Linked DNA regions of Mus musculus: region 1 is linked to region 2. The links are chromatin contacts, called in public HiChIP or PLAC-seq maps. All regions are on one chromosome and are shown on one strand. Each heading gives the region's core, a stretch centred on a gene start, on an enhancer-like site or on the middle of the called end of the contact. The rest is flanking DNA. Distances are from core to core; before and after follow the strand shown.

What was found. HiChIP or PLAC-seq counts read pairs in DNA pulled down with a chosen protein or histone mark.
Region 1: a contact with region 2 is called in a FOXA1 HiChIP or PLAC-seq map of pancreatic cancer cells. The contact joins two enhancer-like sites. A contact is called at or near these places in 1 of 115 datasets of contacts at active chromatin or transcription factors (pancreatic cancer cells) and 1 of 9 other capture datasets (pancreatic islet).

Annotation. Positions count from the first base shown.
Region 1 is chr5:36,524,155-36,527,789 of GRCm38.p6, reverse strand. It overlaps Tbc1d14 (TBC1 domain family, member 14), which reads left to right. Exons shown (of 14, transcript NM_133910.3): 4 at 2,742-2,860. Among named protein-coding and RNA genes, the nearest start is that of Gm32528, 14 kb to the right of the region's middle. Within about 2 kb of position 2,374, at least 14 of the 459 cell types and tissues checked have an H3K27ac peak or open chromatin away from gene starts, as enhancers often do. A contact at or near this core is called in pancreatic cancer cells, where this site is marked.
Region 2 is chr5:36,181,503-36,184,998 of GRCm38.p6, reverse strand. All of the region lies in intron 2 of Sorcs2 (sortilin-related VPS10 domain containing receptor 2), which reads left to right. The region is part of intron 1 of Gm31945 (a long non-coding RNA gene); the gene reads right to left. Among named protein-coding and RNA genes, the nearest start is that of Gm31945, 3.8 kb to the right of the region's middle. Within about 2 kb of position 1,583, at least 15 of the 459 cell types and tissues checked have an H3K27ac peak or open chromatin away from gene starts, as enhancers often do. A contact at or near this core is called in pancreatic cancer cells, where this site is marked.

The DNA.
Region 1 (3,635 bases), core at 1,125-3,624, 340 kb before region 2:
GAGACTCCCTAGCTTGTTTCCACGCTGTGACGTTCGATGGACAGATCCCAGAGATTTTACCTATTGGACAGAAAGCACTCAGCTCATCAGAAGACAGGCCGTCATTACAGTATACTACCCTGTTTAAGTCTCACAGTGGTCTGTCTTACCAGTAGTCCCTTCTGTTTATAATGATGGAGTGGAAGCAGGAGACAGTCCAGACTTGCCTAAGGTAAAGGCAGGGCTTAGATCTTGGTCATTTGAGGCTTTGCTCCTGCTGCATTGTGTATGGCCCTAGTCAGCACCAGTCAGGAGTGAGCATTCTTTCTCAGGCCTTAGAGTGAGCATTGTCCTCCTGTATCTGGAGCTGGTTTGTCTGGCTGCACAGAGAGCCTACTGTGGCCATCTCTGGGGGCTGTAGAAAAAGAACTCGGTTTGGGGCAGGACTTGTGATCATGCCAGCACCGCTCTGTTTGTACCAAACAGGTGCCGTATGAGTTTTTAAAATTGATTTATATTTTTATTTTATGTACATTAGTATTTTCCCCACATGTATGCCTGTGGGGACCTTCTCTCCAGGCCTCCATTTGGGTTTTTCAAAGACTCTACCTGGGATTTCAAGTTTTGGCAGGCCATGCTCTGTCATTAAAGCATGTGTCACTATGTGATGACCCTTGCCATTTGACCCCATTTGGCATGAACTGACTCAGGATTACAGGTTGTCAAGGTTGGAAGCTTTGTTGAGGCTGAAGGCAATGAGATTGCTTCCTATGGAGGCCTCCCTGTGAGCAGCTCACTGAGTTGGTGGGAAATGTCCCTAACGAACCCAGTGTTTAGAGTCTGATCAATTTCCCCATTCTCTGAAGAGCAAATCTGAGGGCCTCCAATATCCATTAGGATTGGGGTGGTGGTGGTGGCATCTTTTGCCTCCTGGGCTTTGTGTGCAGATTAAATCAACTCTGCTTGGGAGGCCCCTGGAATGTTCTTGGTACATCAACCTGATCAGCTGCCACTGCCACTGCTGTTACTTGAGTTAGTAACAAGTGCCTATTAACAAGACCTGATGCTTTGGCTTCTAATCAAGGCATTCCCTTCATTTTGCTTCTGTGTCCCATATCTTCGACTTGCAAACTTTGCTGGACTCTCTGATCCACGGTATTTTGAACTGCAGTGTTTCCCCTTGCATTCCACAGTCATTTCAGGTCTGAGGGAAAATGGAATGGTGCGTGCAACCCTGTCCCCATGCTGTAGGGCTGTACTTGCTGACTGACTGAAGTATGCGTGTCTCCCTGTTGCTGGCAGCAGCCTGTTCAGATAGTGCTTGTATCCACCTAGTGGCTGTGGGACCAGGCCACAGCCTGGAGAGTTCTGTGAGCATTCTTTGCCTGGATTTTAGCTGCTGGCTAGTGGGCCAATGTTTTCTTCAAGTTTCACCTCTGTAACCCGTGGAGGACTTGGTGTTTTCACTCCCAAACTACACATTTGCTTGAGTATAATCGCCAAGGAGGCCAGACCTCCTTAGGGTGGCAGTGCAGAGGGCCTGCAACCCCAACCCTGCACTTTGAACTTGTGTCCTGTCTATAAGGTGGGTGACATACTGATTGTTCAGGAGATCAGGTCAGACAGTGTCTGGAGCCACAGCAAATGGGAAGAAGCATCCAGACTCTGGCCTCTGACTTGTGGTGGGAGATTACGGGCCTTAGCATAATGGCACTAGATCAGGCTCAGCAGATAGGTAGCACCCAATGGGATGATTGCCAGATGCCACTTGAATTATAATCCCTGTCAACACAGAGCCTTGGGTAGATTTCTTGTAGAGCTGAAGATGTTGATACCTACTTACTGGACTTGGAACATCCTGCTGCTAGCACTGGGCTGTCACCACTCAGCCGTGTACCAGGTCCATGAGCAGCATCAGTCTCTCAGCTCTGGGTAGTTAGGTAACTGGAAAGGATTTCCCTCTCCAGTGGGATCTGCTCAGGGTAGGCAAGGTAGAAGCCTAACCCTGGGCACCCAGTGCTCTTGTACTTTAGAGAAGCTGTAGCTGTCTTTTCTGGGTGAGAGAAAATTGCTTGTGAAATAGCTCTTCTAGCTAGTGTCAATAAATCCTTTTCACGGGATCTTGTGGCTCTTGTCATCCAGAATGGCATGAATCTGTGGCAACTCCACATTTTCTTCCCAACCGGATCATCTCCCTTAGAGATGCTTCTCACCTGTGATAGACAGCCAGAGAAGAACAGGTTTTGATTTTGCAGGGAGCCCAAATCATGCATTATTCCAGAAGCTGACTCTCCTGAACCCTTCTACTGGGTGTTTGGAATCTGGGTCACTAGGTGTGACTAAGCTGCTATGGCTACAGTCCGTGGATCTAATTAGTGACTCAGTGGGTTTGGAGGTCACTTATAGATTCCCAGGGCATGAGAGAATTATTGACAGGACGTTGTGCAGTGATGGCATAGCAATGGCCATCACAAAAGCCATTCATCTCTTACCAAGAAGTACCACACTATGTGGCAATTGTGGTTCAGGGTCTGCTGACCCTTGTAACTTTGTAACCACCACAGGGAAGTGTGTGGATCTGACCTAAGGCATCACCACAGCAGGGAGCTCTTGGAACCCTTCTTCTGCCCAAGGCTTTCCTTCTGAACAGCAGAGAAGACTTGAAGTGCACTCACCCTTACAATGAACTCAGCTACAAGTAGCTCCTTTTTTGATGATACAAAACTGGTTGGGCCCAGAGACACCTGATGTCTTTGTTCTAGGAATATGAAGACAAGGCTGGAAGACCGAGCAGGCCACCCTCTCCCAAGCAGAATGTGAGGAAGAACCTGGATTTTGAGCCACTGTCCACCACGGCGCTCATCCTCGAGGACAGACCTGCGTGAGTCTGAGGAAGAGCCTCTGTCTGTCTGCCATGGGGGTGCGCCTTTCCTGGAGGCAGGAGAAGGGGAGGAGAATGGCTGGGTCTCTTGTTACCTCCATGTTAGCCTTCACTCAGTGTGACATCACATGGTGATTTAGGAAACTGTCCTGTGTCATAGAAATGTAACCAGGCTTTTCCTTTGAGGCAGTATTTGCTTGTAGTTTATTATACAGGTTTCCATTGTGTGGCTGCTGTAAGCACATGGCTAGTTTGGCAGTACAAGGAACCCTGCAAGCATGCTTCAAAGTAGTGCTTTGGGGGTGCCTGGTTTTTGTTTTGTTTTGTTTTGTTTTAGGATAACTCTTAGAGTGGCCTGTGGAGATTTTGGGTAGTTTGAGTCTGAACGCCTCTCTCTCTGGGCCCTTGTATCCGCATTGTGTGATGAGGCAGTCATGCTTGGAGACATGCCTGAAGAAGAAAGTCCTAGCTAATCTAATTACCGAATTTACACAGAACAGTGCATCAGGGAGAAGGTTTCCCACTTAAGAAAGAACAAGAACAACGGCAGGTTATCCTACCCTGGGCTAGTCCATTCCAGCCTCCTGTGCATCCCTGATATTTAAAACTGTGAAGTCAGGCCAGTCATATGGTCAGTAGGTAAAGAAAGATGCTTGCTGCCAAGCCTGCTTCCTGGTATCTGAATGGTGGAAAGAGACTGCTAACTTCTGCAAGTTATCCTCTGACTGACACACACACACACACACACACACACACACACACACACAGAGAAAAT
Region 2 (3,496 bases), core at 334-2,833:
GTGGTGATGAGATGATGACGATGATGATGTGGTGGTGGTGGTAGTGGTGGTGGTGGTGGTGGTGGTGGTGGTGGTGGTGGTGGTGGTGGTGGTGGTGGTGAAGGGGATGCTGGTGATGGAAGTGATGATTGCGGTGTTAGTGATGAAGATAACAGGATGGTTATCTTGATGATGCAAGTCAGACCCAGGGTCTGAATGACAGGCCCAAAGCTCAGGAGTGAATCTCACAGCCATGGTTCTGAGTGCTGCCTGCTGTGAGAGTCATCAGGGAATATCCTGATTCTGAGCTGAGAGTTGATGAGAATGGCAAGCCATGCATGACACCCACCAAACAAGTCCCATTCAGAATTCAGACCTGCCCCGCTCTCAAAGCACCTGTGTCCCATCACACTCTTCTAGCCCCAAGGCTGGTGAGTCAAGCAAGAGTCTTCCCAGTGCTAGCTCACACTGTCCCCCTAAGAGCTCTGATGTGAGTGAGGCTTGGGCCCATCCAGTAATGCTGACAATGTTGTCGGGTTGCAATGAGGTCCCCGTCTGTCTGCAAAGTACCCCAGGTGATCATAGTCTCAGCAGGGGCTTGTGATTCTCCCAAAGCACTCGGTTCTTTCTCACCACAGGGCTGCCTGGCAATGCACCCTTTCCCCTACCCAACGTCTATGGGAAGATCGCAGACACAGCCAGTGGTCTCTTGGGAGCCTGTCACAAAAGAGGGGCAGCTGTTATTGGTTGATCCTGATATTCAGTTATTGGAAAAAAAAGGGAGTGAAAGTCATAGGTCACCATGATGTAGTGAGGTCACAGTCAGTAGGTTCCATCCCCATAGACAGGTGACCAGGGGAGAAATGACTCCTCCTCTTAATCCGAATGAGGAAATAGGCCCAGTGGGATTCCTAGGTGTCTTAGTCACTGTTCTGTTGCTGTGGAGAGACATCATCATGAAGGCAGCCCTCAGAGGAGAAGGCATTTAACTGGGAGCTTGCCTACAGTTTCAGAAGTTTAGTGCATTATCATCATGGCAGGGAGTGTGTTGGCATGCATGCAGGCATTGTACTGAGAGAAAGAGAGAGAGAGAGAGAGAGTCAGACAGAGACAGACAGAGAGACACAGACAGACAGACAGACAGACATAGAAAGAGACAGAGAGAGACAGAGATAGAGAGGTAGACAGGGACAGAGAGACAGACATAGAAAGAGAGATAGACAGAGATAGATAGAGAGGTAGACAGACATAGAAAAAGAGAGAGACAGACATAGAAAGAGAGATAGACAGATATATATAGAGAGACAGAGACAGACAGAGATAGAGAGGTAGACAGACAGACATAGAAAGAGAGACAGAGACAGAGAGTCAGAGATAGACAGAGAGGTAGACAGACAGACAGACAGACAGAGACAGACAGACATAGAAAGAGAGACAGAGACAGATAGACAGAGATAGAACACGAGACTGGACCTGGCATGGACTCTTGAATCCTCAAAGCCCACCTTCAGTGACGTAACTCCTCCATAAGGCTACACCTACTCCAACAAAGCCATGCCTCTTCAAATACTGCCACTCCCTGGTGACTAAGCATCCACACATCTGAGCCTATAGGGGACATTCCAATGGAAACCACCATACCAGGGTCACACAGGAAGTTGTACTATGCACGCAGGGTCTGTCTATCTGTCCATCCTCCACCCATTCCATCTCCATGTGCTCTCGCTTATCCATTCCTTACCCACCCACCATAGACCCATCCATCCATCCTCCATTTATCCTCCATCCATCCATCCACCCACCCAGAATTGCCTCAAAGCAGCAGTGATCCTCCTGCCTCCGGTTCTGGAATGCTGGGATGACAGAGATATACGGCTATGTCTGATTTTAAATAATGCAGTGGTAGACCTTTGTGTCGCTGTATAAAAAACATCCATGACAGCCACAGCAAGTGTGGCGACTCAGCCCAGGCCACCACTGAACTCAGAAGCCCAGGTCCCTGTTGTCCTCAAGCAGAATCTGCCCCTTACCATCTCAAAGAAGTTCCTGCTAGATGCTACGGCCTAATGGTCTGGAGTGCCCCGGGTTGAGCCAGGCTTTCCTCAACATGTACCCCTGGACACCCCATCCCATGTTGGTAATATCCCTTTAAGGATCATGCTTCCCCTAGGCTGGGGCTCTGTGGGACATGCACCCGGCCTCCCTGCTCATCTCTTGATCAGCTGCAGACTATTTGCCATGGTACCTGACTGGCCTCCGACTCCTTAGGCTCCCTTAGCAGAGTGTCTGTGAGTACTTGCTTTTGGCCGTTGTGTGCATGTCACTAACAGTAACCTTTCTTTTTATATCTTTATATCTTGAAAATTAATTAACTGTTGTCAGAATGACAGCTGGCTGACCCCAAGGCTGGAGGAACATGCCGGGCAAGCTGTCTATCAAGCCTAGCATGAAAATCATACATACCATATGCCAGGGAGCTCAGCACTGTGCTTGGTAAGAGGACCATGGAAATAAATCTCCAGTTGACAGCGACACTAGAATGTCTTCATGAGCATGGGAGCCCCATCGCTATTGAGGGATGGGGAGTTCCTTTGTGTAATGGAGCCGAGGGAGCTTTGACTTGGCCCGGCCTAGCCAGTTCCCATTAAAGCTGGCTCTGGACTGTGGTGGCCTCGCTGTGGGAAGCTAATGATGACAGTAATGAGGCCCCCACATAGAACCAACCTCCACACAGCTCTGTTTAATGGTATGGTTTAATGGACCAAGCTACCATCCTGCCACAAAATGGGTTGGGTAGGAAAGAACTCCTTGTCTATCGGGTGGGTTCTCCTCCCTGCCCAGCCCTGCCTGAGGGATTTATGTCCAGCATGGCCTTGGGTTCCGCATGAGGCCAAGGTCCCTGGGCTCAGCTTCCTCTCACCCTACCACACTTCCTCTCACCAGCTGGGAGGACTCTAGGTGCTCCAGGACCCTCAGAGAAGGACATGCCACCATCTGCTGTGGCCTCTACTACTCTGTTTTCCTGATCAGGTCACTTGGCTGCCACTTCCTCCTGAAAGCCTGTCCCGAGTGTCCCCACCCTTCAGGTGGGAAAGTGCTCCTTTTAATCAGCCCAGACCCTTCCTTCTTGTCCTGAAATACTCCACAGGCATGCAGTCGCTGTGTCTGTGACTATAGCAGTGAGCCGAAGGTACTCTCAAGGGGGAACAGGAGCCAGAGAGCCAAGCACCCCTTTGCTGGAGATGCAATATCCAGCCCCATATCGTTGAGAGTCAAGGACCTCAGGTTTCCCTCCAAGGCTGGATCTCACTCCCTAGCTATGGAGCTTGTAAGAATTAGGGATGAAACAGTAAAAGAAAATGGCATTTGGTGACCTGCACAGTGACACTGCACAGTGATGACTTCTACCCCACTAACACCCCCAAAGTGGCATGTGCCATACCTGAGGAAAAGTATGGCCGTGATGAGCAGCCAGGGTCATTGTAGTGAGGACTGCCTATCCTGCACATGGGATACA